Linked DNA regions of Zea mays: region 1 is linked to region 2. Evidence: chromatin contacts called from public Hi-C data. All regions are on one chromosome and are shown on one strand. Each heading gives the region's core, a stretch centred on a gene start, on an enhancer-like site or on the middle of the called end of the contact. The rest is flanking DNA. Distances are from core to core; before and after follow the strand shown.

Region 1 (6,767 bases), core at 3,062-5,561, 240 kb after region 2:
GTCGGCACTGTGCCACCCGTGGTTAGGTGTCAAAACGATCGGAAAACACTAAAACCGTTAATGTTTCCATATTTTTGTCAAAAACGAAATCGGAATCGGTAACTCTAGAAACGAAAATGATATTGGTATTTCGGAAACATTGGAAACAAAAGTTCGGTGCAAAAAATACATTGGTATCGGTCGGAATCAAAAATACTATCGGCAATCATATAAAAATAAAAATATCTCAATATAATAATTTCACAATAAAACAAAGTTTACAAATATCTCAAAGACCACAAATTCACAATATCGCAAGTTCACATTATAACAAGTTGATCACAAAGATCACAAGTTCACAATATAACAAAGATCATAAGTTCACAATATAACAAGTTGATCACAAAGATCACAAGTCCACCAAGTTGATCACAAAGTTCACAATATAACAAGTTGATCACAAAGTTCACAATGCCACAAGTCCACATGTGAGAAGTTCGCAAGGTCACTAAACATTACGCAACAAGTACAATAAGAAACATTCATAGCATTCATGTCGCATTATCATCATTTAGGTCTTCATCAACAAGCTTACAATGATGCCTTGGGTCCCTCATCATGATCATCATCTAGGTCTTCATCCTACATTTTGTTAAAGGAATATTGAGAGCACCTAGAGGGGGGTGAATAGGTGATCCTGTAAAATCAAACACTAAATTCCCACAAACTTGATTATAAAGATATTAGTGCGAGTTAATCAAGTCTATGAAGCAAGCTCTTGCGAACACAGACAATCAAAGAGAAAGCACACAAGAGACACGCGATTTTTATCCCATGGTTCGACCAAGTAATACTTGCCTACTTCCACGTTGTGGCGTCCCAATGGACGAGGGTTGCACTCAACCCCTTTCAAGTGATCCAATGATCAACTTGAATACCACGACTTTCTTCCTTATAGTCTTTCTCCCGTTTGCGAGGAATCTCCACAACTTGGAGCCTCTCGCCCTTATAATGATGATCACAAAAGAAGCACAGAAGTAAGGGAGGGGAGAGCAACACACACAAGGCTCAAATCTACAGCACAACCACGCACACAAGTCACAAATTGAGCTCGAAGTACAACACACGGAGTTCGCAACTCAATTGGAGCTCAAATCGCTAACACAAAGAATCGAATGCGTGGAGTCGGAGTCTAGGAGTATTAGAATGTTTCTTGTAAGCTTGTGTGTCTCCTCCATGCGCCTAGGGGTCCCTTTTATAGCCCCAAGACAGCTAGGAGCCGTTGAATACAAACTTGGAAGGCCATCCTTGCCTTCTGTCGAGTGGCACACCGGATAGTCCGGTGCGCCACCGGACAGGTCCTGTAGACGGTCCGGTGCGCGATCTCCTTCCAAAAATGGCATATCCGACCGTTGCTCCTCTGGGCTGATTGGCGCACCGGACACTGTCCGGTGCCCCCCGGACAGTCCGGTGCACCAGCTGACCGTTGGAGCAGTCCACGTATCGCGCAAAGATTGTGCGGTCGACCGTTAGCGCAGGAGACCATTGGCTCACCGAACAGTCCGGTGAATTATAGCCACGTCGCCCCTTTGCTTTTCTCGAGGGCGACGAGTTCGCCGCGGATGACTCACCGGACAGTCCGGTGCACCACCAGACAGTCCAGTGAATTATAGTCGTACACCGTCGTCGATTCCCGAGAGCAGCCATTTTGCCGGAGACCAGCCTGGCGCACCGGACACTGTCTGGTGCACCACCGGACACTGTCCGGTGTGCCAGACCGAGCTGAGGATTGGCTGCATAGAGCCAAGCTTTTCCCTTTTCCTTTCTTCTCTTTAGTCACTGTTTCTAGTACTTGGATAACCATGTTAGTACACAAAATAATTCACCAAGTCTAGAAACATATCTTTTTCCTTGATTTGCACTTCTCACTTTATTTGGCACATTAGAACTTAATTAAATGTGTTGGACACTTAATCACCAAAACATTATAGAAATTGCCCAAGGGCACCTTTCCCTTTTCAAATATATAGTTAAATCATAGCTAATGTTTTATGCACAAAATAGAATAGAAAATGAAGGTAAATTAACCTCAAGTGAAAGATTTATAGCAATAGCCTCGAGTTCCTCCATTTCACAAACCATATCAGGAATAGCAACACACTTAGCCTTGGAACCTGGGAATATAAAGATCCATTAGTGCATTTTAAAAAGGTAATGACTAATTAAATTGTAAATAAATATAAGTTGCTGCTATATAACCTTTTCTTGCTCCATCTATCCAATCTTTGGTGCAGACAAGTGCTTCTACCATGGTAGGATCAAGACGAGTACGAAATAGATCAAGTACACAACCACCACCACTAAAACTCGCCCAAGATAGGATATTCTTCTTTATGTGCTTTCCATCATGCTAATATGCCAAAAGTATGCTTATTATTTTTACCGACCTTTAATATTGGATATGCCAAATATTTTTTCTAAGTCACTTATATCAATAGAATCATCATGACCTTGTCCATCAAATATATAGCAATCAAGCTCCTCATCAATACTTCACTTAATCATGTCAACTCCTGGAGGGAAGGGCGAGGGTGAGGGGCCAAGGGCGATGCGCGCGACACCCACAGATAACCTGCAGAGGCCTATGTGCCGCCGGGAGGGCTAGATGAGCCATGGAGAAAAGGGCGAGGACGAAGGCCGCTGGGACGACCGGATGAGGGAGAAGAAGCTAGGAATCAAGGTGATACCTGGCTGGACGAGGACGATGTGCCGCTGGCGTTCTAGCTCTAGAAGGTGCCCACGGGTCACAAACCCTAGCCGCCTAGTGTGGAGGGCGCCGTTGGGTTGGCTGGCTGGCTGCTAGTGCTTGCCGCTTGAGTACACGCAGGACGCAGCAGCAGCACGCTGTACCGGCCAGGCGCCACGGATAGGATAGGGATAGGTATGCAGTGCAGCACGCGGTAACGGCCAGCCACATGGCCTATGGGCTATGTAAGGTCACGGGCTGGGCCGTGTGGGCTGAATGTGCTTATGATATTTTCGAAAATTTCGATAGTTGAATCCGGTAAAATTTCAATTAAAATCGGTGACCGACGAAAACGGTCGGTAATACGCCGTATCGATTCATATACCGATTCCAAATTAAAATTATGAAAACCAATATCGATATCGTTTCCAAAAAATACCGATACCGATGAATTAGACCGAAAAAAATCGGACAGTTTCTGAAATTCCAAAAAAATTCCGAAACCATTTCCATCCTACGCGTAGTCATCCTATCTGTGTAAGTCTGCAGGCTCATAGGGCTCCAAGGCCTGGCCGGTATACTATAGGCTTGGCCTCCCATGTAAGGCCATGAAATACTATATGGCGCTGAGCCAGGCCCTCTATAGTCTGTCTTGTGCCAATAGTCCTAGAGGGTGTTTTACTAACAATCGACGCATGTCTTTCTCTGACTGCTGATAATAGACGATATCATAACTGCATGCATGAGTAGACTCTTCGTGTGGATGGCTTATATCTAGAGATATAATTTTAGTGGAGTTTAGAACTATAAGATATATCTAGATATGTAGATGTAGCTAGACTAGTTCAATACATGTTTAATAGGATATTTTTTATACTATTACCGAAATTAACTTCTATTATGGATGTCTTGGTCATCATAATATAAATCATAGATTTCGAATTTTATGATAAAACAGAAATAGACATATAATATCCTTGTTCTAATTTTTAATGAGCATTTCACAGTTCTTTTCTCCCGTTGTAGTAGTATATGAGCACGTTGGCTAGCTAGTAAGAGTTTATTTTGTAGAAACTATTGAAAGTCTATCTTAATTATTAAGCATGACAGAGCCATAGTATAGTTTCATATATAGTCATATATAGTTGGGACCGCTCTTATATATATATATAGCTACATCCTACATGGTATAGGTTCCGATTCTATACGGAGTGTTAGACATATTAAAGAAACAAGGTTTTGATAGGACTATATTAATACTAAAACCATATCTTGTGTGTTGCTCGAGGTAATGTGGTATGCTGGTTTGGATAAATAAATGTATGTTAGTAGTTGACGAAGATAGCTTATATATATATGAATAGATATCATATATAGTTACATGCGCTAGTAAGGTATTGATATAGGTGTAGACATAGACATAGACATAGACATAGACATATATAGACATAGATATAGATATAGATATAGGTAAACATATAGATATAAACATAGATAGAGATATATTCATGCATAGATATAAACATAGATAGAGATATATTCATGCAGGGTCAGTTTATCTGGACCTCCCATGGAAATTAGGGGATATAATATGAATTCTAACCCAAACCTGATACGGAACTCAACGATTGTGTGGCGTCGTTTTGCTATAGAAATTAAGGGCCGGAGGCCGGAGCAGATATATACGCTGCACCTACTACACAAACACAGTCAGCTAGGCGCAGCTAGCAATTTCTCTCTTGGTTTGGTTGCATTGCATGCCCCCCGGCCGGCCCCTTCACACACGCATAGCACAGTCGCATGTGGAAGCTGAAGGTGGCGGCGGAGGGCGGCGGCGGCCCCTTGCTGCGCTCGACGAACCGCTTCGTCGGGCGGACCGTGTGGGAGTTCGAGCCTGACCTCGGCACGCCGGAGCAGCGTGCCGAGGTGGAAAAGGCGCGCCGGGACTTCTCCGACCACCGCTTCCAGCGCAGGCATTCTGCCGACGTCCTCATGCGCATGCAGATGCAGGTCTGTACATATATACGTGTTGCTGTTGGAATTGGAACACACGGACAACGGGCTAGTGTTATATATTGGTAAAGTAGAAAATAAATCTCTGAATAAAAGATATAATAAATACAGATATAGTTTCAACTTAACACATGAACAAAAAAAAAATGTAAGAACTAAAACTATCTAAAAGAAAAAGATGGTAAATAAAGCGTGTGTAGAACACAATAAGAGAAATTGACAATACAACTTAAACTCTGTTTTCAAATACATACATTGAATACCTATATATGAAGGGGAATAATACAAAGGATGTCAAATGCACATCTTATTCTTAAAAAAGGAGTAGGGGAACTGAGCCGTAGCTCCGACGAGCTGGGCCGGTTCTAGGTTCGATTCCTATCGATCCTAAATTTTTTTCACAATTCAGGTGGGGAGCCTCTCCCCGCGACAGTCAAAAAAAAAAAAGAAGTAATGTGTAAAAATGGCAAGAGAGAGAGAGGGGATTAGATTAGTAGCGGACAAAGAAATTAACTACTCTCTCTATCCTAAAATAGTATTCAGTTTAGCCCTTAATTTTTATGTTTATATTTAAATAGATGACGATGAATATTTAAAACACATACATTAAGTATTCTATGAACTTATTAATTAGCTAAAACCGAATTTTAATTTGGGACGGAGGGAGCATTTATTACTACTCTCACTATCAAGGGTTCCCATTCCATATGCATATAGACCGAGTTATACATATTACTCACATATATATATATGTTCCCTTGTCCAGCAGTATTCAAAAGGCACCCCTCTTAAGCTGGACCTTCCTGCTGTCAAGAAGCTGGGGGAGGACGAAGACGTTACGGAGGAAGCTGTATCGACCTCTTTGAAACGGGCTATCAACCGCGTCTCTGCTCTCCAGGCGCACGATGGCCACTGGCCTGGCGATTGTAGTGGCCCTCTCTTCCTTTTGCCAGGCTTGGTACGTGTATATCCTGCTCCTCTCTAACTTGCATTATTAATAATCCTTCTATATATGTTTTTCATATATTCTTTGGTTACAAGGAAGAAGAAGAAGTTACGTACTGACGACGACATTAATTATATTGCGATATATATATACATAGATTATAACGCTGTATGTGACCGGAGCATTGAACGCGGTTCTATCTTCAGAACACCAGAGGGAGATACGCCGCTATCTCTACAACCATCAGGCAAGCGCCAGCTGGCTGAATTACTTCAGCTTATTACTGATTTAACAAAGGAGGAAAAAAAAAACTACCCTGAACTGAACTATGCTGCAATTTTGCAAAGTGTAGAACGAAGACGGAGGGTGGGGGCTGCACATGGAGGGCCACAGCGCAATGCTGGGCACAACCCTCAACTACGTTGCTCTGAGACTGATCGGCGAGGGCCCGGACAGTGGTGGAGATGATGGAGCAGCCATGGAGAGAGGCCGCAACTGGATCCTACAGCGCGGTGGGGCAACCTATACAACGTCGTGGGGCAAGTTCTGGCTAACGGTAGGGACATTAGTTTCTTGTTGTTTATTACTGTTAATTTTCACAGCCTAGTTTAATTATGGAGCTTTTCAAGGTGCTCGGAGTATACGATTGGTCTGGTAACAACCCGCTGCCACCAGAAATGTGGCTGTTGCCCTATCACCTGCCTTTCCACCCAGGTTCCTCCTGACTTCTGCCTCTTTTTTTTCAGAGAAACACAGCTAGTTTTTGGAATTTATTATCTCCGTAGTTCTTGTTTGCAAACATTTAATTTAATTCATTCATTAATCTTGAACTATTTTGGGTGCACAAAACTACAGCGTTTTTATTACTATATATATATATATATATATATATATATATATATATATATATATATATATATATATATATATATATATATATTATGACGATGATTATTCGCTCACAAAATAATCGTAGGTCGCATGTGGTGTCATTGCCGAGCGGTGTACTTGCCCATGTCTTACGTCTATGGGAAGAGGTTTGTTGGGCGTATTACACCACTTGTCTTGGAACTCAGAAATGAA
Region 2 (7,144 bases), core at 1,396-3,895:
CCAACGGTCGGCTTCGCCAAATAAGGAAGGATATCCGCACCGGACAGTGTCCGATGGTGCACCGGACTGTCCGGTGCGCCAGGCGACAGAAGGCAAGATCAGCCTTCCTGGAATGCTCTCAACGGCTCCTAGCTGCCTTGGGGCTATAAAAAGGACCCCTAGGCGCATGGAGGAGACAACCAAATATACTCAAAGCATTCCTAAGCACCAAGACTTTGATTCCACGCATTTGTTTCTTCGTGATAGCATCTAGAGCTCTAGTTGAGTTGTGAACTCGTCGGGTTGTGTTGTGAGCTCTTGTTGCGACTTGTGTGCGTGTTGACATTCTGATTTTGTGTCTTGTGTGTGTTGCTCATCCCTCCCTTACTCCGTGCTTCTTTGTGAACTTCAAGTGTAAGGGCGAGAGGCTCCAAGTTGTGGAGATTCCGCGCGAACGGGATTAAGAAAAGCAAAGCAAAACACCGTGGTATTCAAGTGGGTCTTTGGACCGCTTGAGAGGGGTTGATTGCAACCCTCGTCCGTTGGGACGCCACAACGTGGAGTAGGCAAGCGTTGGTCTTGACCGAACCACGGGATAACCACCGTGCCATCTCTGTGATTGATATCTTTGTGGTTATTGTGTTTTGTTGAGACTCCTCTCTAGCCACTTGGAGATTATTGTGCTAACACTTAACCAAGTTTTTGTGGCTTAAGTTTCAAGTTTTACAGGATCACCTATTCACCCCCCTCTAGGTGCTCTCAAATACGCCTCAAAGCAATACTACGATCAGCACTGCACTGGACTAGGTGCACTGGACTAGGGCGAAAGCCTGAACCAGTATAAACCCCGTGTCTCAGTTCCTTACTCGTGTCACCGTGATCCACCATTTAGAGTGAGTCCGCGCTTGCATCCCCACCGAACACAAATCTATTGTCCCCCAGTTTCTGAAACCACGATAGATAGTTTGGGTTTCCATCCAATCCTATGGCTTCTGCTGCCAATTTCGCGGCGTCGTCCTGGCAACTGGCATCCCCATCTCCATGGGCTACGCCGCATGGCACCTTTATCACGTCGTCCTGGCAACCGACGTCCCCATCTCCTTGGGTAGCATCGTCTGCCAATTTTGTCACCACGTCTTGGACGCCGACGTACCCATCTGTAGGGGCAACAACAAATTTTGTCACATCATCTTCGCTGACGGCGTCTCCGTCCCCATGGACGACGCTACTTGGGGAAGCCACGACTCAGCCATCACCATCTCCATCGATGGTGGATTTATGTAATACCCAACTTTGGAAACTAAAGAAAGGAATAAAAATTTATGTGTAATGCATTCTCATTCATAAGAATTATTAGAAGACATGTTTAAAATAAATAATAGCTCAATAAAATGTGCATCATGTTGGAGTTTTGTTGCCTATGCATATAATAGCAACACTATTAATCAAAATATAGTAATAAGGAAATGAATTGAAGCCTAAATGGAGATTAGGGTTTGAAAATGGAAAAGAAAAGAGAAGGGATAAAGGAAAATCCTAAATGAAAATAAAGAAAAAAATATATACATAAATGTGCCTTCTCATACTGACATTTTCAATTTGAATATTTAACCTAAAAATCCAAAGTTCACAATCAAATTTGGATTTAAACTTGGGATACAAAAAAAAGAGAAAAGAAAAAGGAGAAAAAAAGAGAAACGTGGGATGGGCCAAATCCACTCTCCTCGGCCCATCAAGCCATGGGCGCGCGAGGCCTGGCACCTTTTGCTTAGGGGTGCCACTGTGATGTGGGGCCGCCGAGTCAGCTGACTGGTGCTTATTAATCGCAGTCGTTGCTCTGCTACTGGGGCCCCCTCATCAGCTGGTTGTTCGTCGACCGCCGAAGTCCACAGAGGGAGAGGGAGCTCGTGTAGCGCGGCAATTTCGGAATCAGTTGAACCCATTCAATTTCGTGTATAAAAAAACCTGTTGCGGGTCTTCTCAAGCTAACTACTGGCCCCAAATTTGCCGCCGCCTACGTAGTTGGGGGCCTAATCGACCGCGCCGAGAGTGCCGTGAGGGACATCATCGTGGTGTAGTCGCCGCTTCCACCCATTGTCGCTTCGACTCGCGGTAGTGTGGCTGAGGGGGCTCATCTGGGTGCCGCGAGTGTAATCAAAGCCTCCGCGTGCGGAATTGGTGGTCGGAGCGCGGCGAATTCATTACTAGAGTATTTTCCTTCGAGTTCTTCCGTGGGTCGTCGTGGCCGCCTTGCATGGGTTGTCTCCGTCGATCAGTACTCATCTCATCTGCATCGTGGCCTACCCCGCATAGGGTAGCACTTAATCGCTCGGAGAATGGCGATCGGAGAGGGGAGTCTGGGTGTGCCGGCAATGGCGCTGCGGCGGTGTTGCGCCGTCAGGTTGGGGGATGATTGTGAACAGGGAAGAACCTTGGCGCGGCGCGTGACATAGATCCTTGGGTGGATGGCCATGATTAACTCAATGAAACACTTTGTGCTGAATTCTATCCGGACCGTTAGATCATAGGGTAGCAGTCGAGATCTAATCACACGCATTTTTGCGACACTCGTCGATCCTAGATCCGACGACCATCTCCACATAACGCTTCAGGGGTAGTTTAAATCTAATCTGGCGCATTGAAATTTGATCGGATGGCCCCGGTCGCCCGATAACCCTTCGACATAGAGTTTTACATAAGAGACCTTGGGCTTTTACATAACTAACCCACAGTCCTCATGCGGGTGTAGCTAGAGTCCTGAGGATCTTTCGAATTAGCCCCTGAATTCTTTGGTATTTGGCACGCAGTCCAGTGAGCAAAGAAAACAGATAGTTAATTATAGAAAATAAACTTTTAGTATATAAATAATTCCAGAAACTCATTTAATTCATATAAAACTCATTTAAAATCCTTTTTAATCCATTCTAGTGGCATTAATTTTGTATTAACGTTGTCTATCAACTAGTAACTCTATTTAGCTATGAAACTTGTATTACAATTATTCACTTGAATTATTCTATATTAGGCACTAAATAACATCAGAAATTCATAACTAGATAACCGTAACTCCGAATTTAGTGATTCTTGTTCCTACGATCTCGTTACGTCGCGTAGAATATTATCATGCATTCTGTTCTACTGTTTGGTGTGATGTTAATTTCTGCTATACCATGTTTGTTTGTATTGATGCGAGTAGACGAGCCAGCTACTGAGGATCCGGGGGTTCAGCAGGTGGAGACTGCTGAGCAGGAGCTCGTTGAAGGCAAGTTGTACCCTTAATCACTTCTTTTACCCAATAATATTCTTATTAATCATAATGATCCACATATGTTAATTTTGATGGGACCCAATAAGTTAACCTAGTTTGGCTATCTTTATACCTTGTTTACCACTGAATTTTTGGGTAGTACCTGCTATTGCTTTATATGGTTTTGGTTATGAAGATACACATTATTTATTATCATACTTTTATTATCAGTTTGTTATTTACTGTTTATGATAAGATCATTATGTTAATTGGAACATGGAGCGATCACCCGGGAAAACAGTGCTACCACAAGGGTGGTATGGGACGCCCTTGGCTGACTAATTAGGAAAGCTAGTGGAGGACTACCTTACCCGAAAGGAGCAAGGGCAATAGGGGAGTGGTCAGTTTAGGGAGGTCCTTGGGTTGATTTTGCTGCGATGACGGTCAGGCGAAGGATCCCTGCATTGGAGCTTCCTAAAAATTGTAGCGGCTTTCTGAAGCTAGTGAAACTTTGTAAAGGCCTCGTAGTGTTACCCTGCCTCGCTTCCTTGGTAGAGGTCTATGGGAGTCATGATCCCTTGGCAGATGGGTAACATGAATTGTGGGTAAAGATGCGCAACCTCTACAGAGTGTAAAATTGGTATATCAGCCGTGCTCACGGTCATGAGCGGCTTGGACCCTCACATGATTAATTTATGGAATTAAATTCAATTTGTAATTTCCATCGCATTGTGGTTTATTATCAATTTTGTTCTACTATTACTCTGGTTTGGTATTTACTAACATTTAGTAACTGCTAATAAAATTTGACCAACTTCTAAAAGCCATGCTCAACTTTAACCCTTATTTATTGATCAGCCTTACACTTCACATGAGCTCCCACCTTTAGTGAGTTCATGGACATTATTCCCCACAACTTGTTGAGCTATGATCTTTTGTGAGCTCACTCTTGCGATATATAAACCCCCCACAAGTGAAGAGCAGGTGGTCCAAGAGGAGCCGCCCTACAATGAAGAATACAAGTTGATCTAGGTGGCATCTCCTAGTCAGCTTTGTGGCGCCAGGGAATAATATTTAGTTCGCTTTACTATTATCATTTATTTTTGTAAGACTTCCGCTATGTAATAATGACAATTATGATATTTGTGACAATTATATCCATACACTTTGTCATTATATGTGATGTTCTTCTTTGGCGCACATATGAGACGCACCCGGCTTTATCCCTTAAATCCGGGTGTGACAACTTGTGGTCCTCGCTCCTGGTGGTGGAACATGGGTTGTTGCAAATCAAAGCAACAATGCAACATGAGTGACAACTGGCGTCGTTCGCATGACTCCAGGCGTCAGTGGCTGTGGTCCTACAAGCTGCTTTTCGTGGCTTCCTTGCACGGCAGAGAGTGCGGCAGATGCGCCGGCAGATGCTCGAGGCAACCATGGTGGCGGTTGACCTTGGCACACGGGGGCGCGAGCTCGCCCTGCTCGGCGGCCATCACCAGCCGCGTCGGCCCACTATCTCCAAGTGCGAGCATGGTGCGTGTCCCGCGGGTGGCGAACTTCAACTCTATGATAGTGACAACAGGGAAGAGTTTCAAGGCCAACTCATTTATCTCCACTATAACACAACCAATGAAATAGAGAATCTGATTGGATGGTTGCGCGTGGACGCGCAGGCTGGTGCCGTCCTGGCCAGTCGGATACGATAATTTTGAGCGTATGTGCGATGCAAGCTAATGGCTTTAACATAACTTATTTTGCATCCACTCATGTAGTCCGCATCTCACACGTACAGTCAATCAAATAAAAGCTCAGATAAAGTCAATGCATATAGTAGCCTAAGATGAGATGGTACTGGCAAGGCGACAACCAATCTAAAGGAAAAAGGTGTGGGACGGGAACAATAACTCGTCCATGCAAGGGGAGGAAGGGTTGGGGTTTTATGGCAGTGTCAAACTGTGAATTGTAGACATGTAACCTTAAAATAGATGGGAAAGTTTTAGTGGAGAGCAGGATGAAGCGATGGAGACTGGAGGGTGGGGGTTTCCGCTCTACGTCTTGTATAAAAAAGTGAAGCTCATGGATATCTGACAGGATTTGGGCCATTTTTGACTATCTCGCAGAAATCCGCAGATTCTCAACGAGACGCTGGAGCTAGGAGCAGCGCCAAACTGGGCCTAAAATTTCAAAAGGCTTGAAAAGAATCGATCATGTCATCTCTTCTTTTTCTCTACTCTAAGCAATAGTTTTTTTGGTTCTAGTTTCTACCATTGTTGTGTCTATACATTTAAATTGTAAAAATGCTAAAATTATGTACAAATGAGGATTAAAACCATGATTGTTGGCTCTAAATCCATATTGACATCTATATAGCCAACATAACACATATTTTTTTATGTTTCATATTTTATAGTTAAACATAAACTTAATTGGAAACCACATCAATTTACAGACACTTTGTTAGTCTCTTTTATTAAAACCTGACCCTGATTTCTCGTGCCTCCAAATTTTGGTCGACATGCTCGACTGGCACGCGGCCATGTCGCCCTCGACGTTTTTAGCCGTCAGATCGACTTCCAATGGTTTCGTGAACCCTTGCCATGCCGCACTCCACTGCGAGCGCCATGAGAGGATATGACGACTTGCCAAACCTAGGGCCTGTTTGGTTCGCTGCCTAACTTGCCACACTTTTCTTAACTTTTCTGCCTAAGGTTAGTTCTTCAATTCGGACAACTAACCTTAGGCAAAGTGTGGTCATTTAGCCGCGAACCAAACAGACCCCTAGCCCCTAGCCTCTGCCGAACTGCCCACTGCCACAAGAGCCATCACCGAACTTGGGTCTTATTGTTTGTGAACATGTTTAAGAGTTAGCTTGGTAGGTTGATTGCTACCTTGATGGAAGTCACAAGAGGAGGGGCAAGTTGCCCCAAAGCTATGTGACAAAGTGTTCTTATGTTGAGTACCCATGAGGACTGGGGCATGTATTCCCAAAGCTATGTGACAAAGTGTTCCGACGCTAAGTACCTACATGGGGAGGACACTTTGCATCAAAGCTGTGGGTCAATGTTTGAAGGTGACTTGATGCGATGTGTTCTATGGATTGGGGCAAAGTGCCTCAATGCGGGGTGTCCCGAGGGCTGGGCAAGGTGCCCTGACATGGAGTGCTCTAAGCTCTAAGTTTCCCTAGGGCATGTAACTACACATTTCGCAAGGTTCCAATAATCCTTATGGGCTAACTTAACATGGAGCACCCTAAACTCCGAATAACACTAGTGGATGTTTCTATTAAGTGCCCTAGGGCACCCCAAGAAGCCTCAGAGGCTAACTCTGCATGGTGCGCCCTATGCCCTAGAGTGCGCCGTGCCTAGTATCCTAGAGTTTCTGGAAACTGCCTTAGGCCTAGAGGGGCCTCGGGGCTAACTCAACACAGAGCGCCCTAAGATCTGAGTTGCATTAGGGGATGTTTCTACAAAATGCTTGAGCACAAAGAAGCCTTAGGGAAAACTTTACATTGTGCACCCTAGGCCTGAGTGCCTCGTGCCTCGGTGTCCAGTAGTGTCTCATGCCCTAATGTGCCCCAACGAGCCACTTGCCCCAGTGTGTTCTAAAGTGCATCGTACCTTGGTGTGTCCCAAAGTGCCTAATGCCCTAGGGTGTCCTAGAGCATTAAGTAAAGTGCCTTAGGAACCCAAAGTACACATGGGCTATTAGAACAAGGCATATATATAGTTTATATATCTAAAGCCCCGGGCTTCCAATAACTAGAGGAAGCCAAGGCCAGACACTAGGCTATACGATCATACCCAACTAGGTCTCAATGTCTATAAAAGGAGTCCCAGAACACTAGGGCTCATTTTTTGACACCCCATCCTAACGCACGAGCGACGTAGCCCCCTCACGTGGCGGCGGTTCCTTGAGGCA

The links. Hi-C and Micro-C count contacts between places; a contact is called where the count stands out from the background.
Region 1: a Hi-C map of tassel shows a contact between it and region 2, with 3 times the contacts expected there. The contact joins the promoter of LOC103634847 here to the enhancer-like site in region 2. A contact is called at or near these places in 2 of 25 Hi-C or Micro-C datasets (ear and tassel).

What each region holds. Positions count from the first base shown.
Region 1 is chr8:16,855,714-16,862,480 of Zm-B73-REFERENCE-NAM-5.0, forward strand. LOC103634847 (cycloartenol synthase) reads left to right here and starts at 4,312. Exons shown (of 18, transcript XM_023300925.2): 1 at 4,312-4,735; 2 at 5,508-5,696; 3 at 5,842-5,931; 4 at 6,037-6,240; 5 at 6,314-6,398; 6 at 6,661-6,767. The coding sequence starts at 4,526.
Region 2 is chr8:16,616,671-16,623,814 of Zm-B73-REFERENCE-NAM-5.0, forward strand. No RefSeq gene overlaps it. Among protein-coding and RNA genes, the nearest start is that of LOC103634846, 48 kb to the left of the region's middle. Within about 2 kb of position 2,646, at least 17 of the 20 cell types and tissues checked have an H3K27ac peak or open chromatin away from gene starts, as enhancers often do. A contact at or near this core is called in ear and tassel, where this site is marked.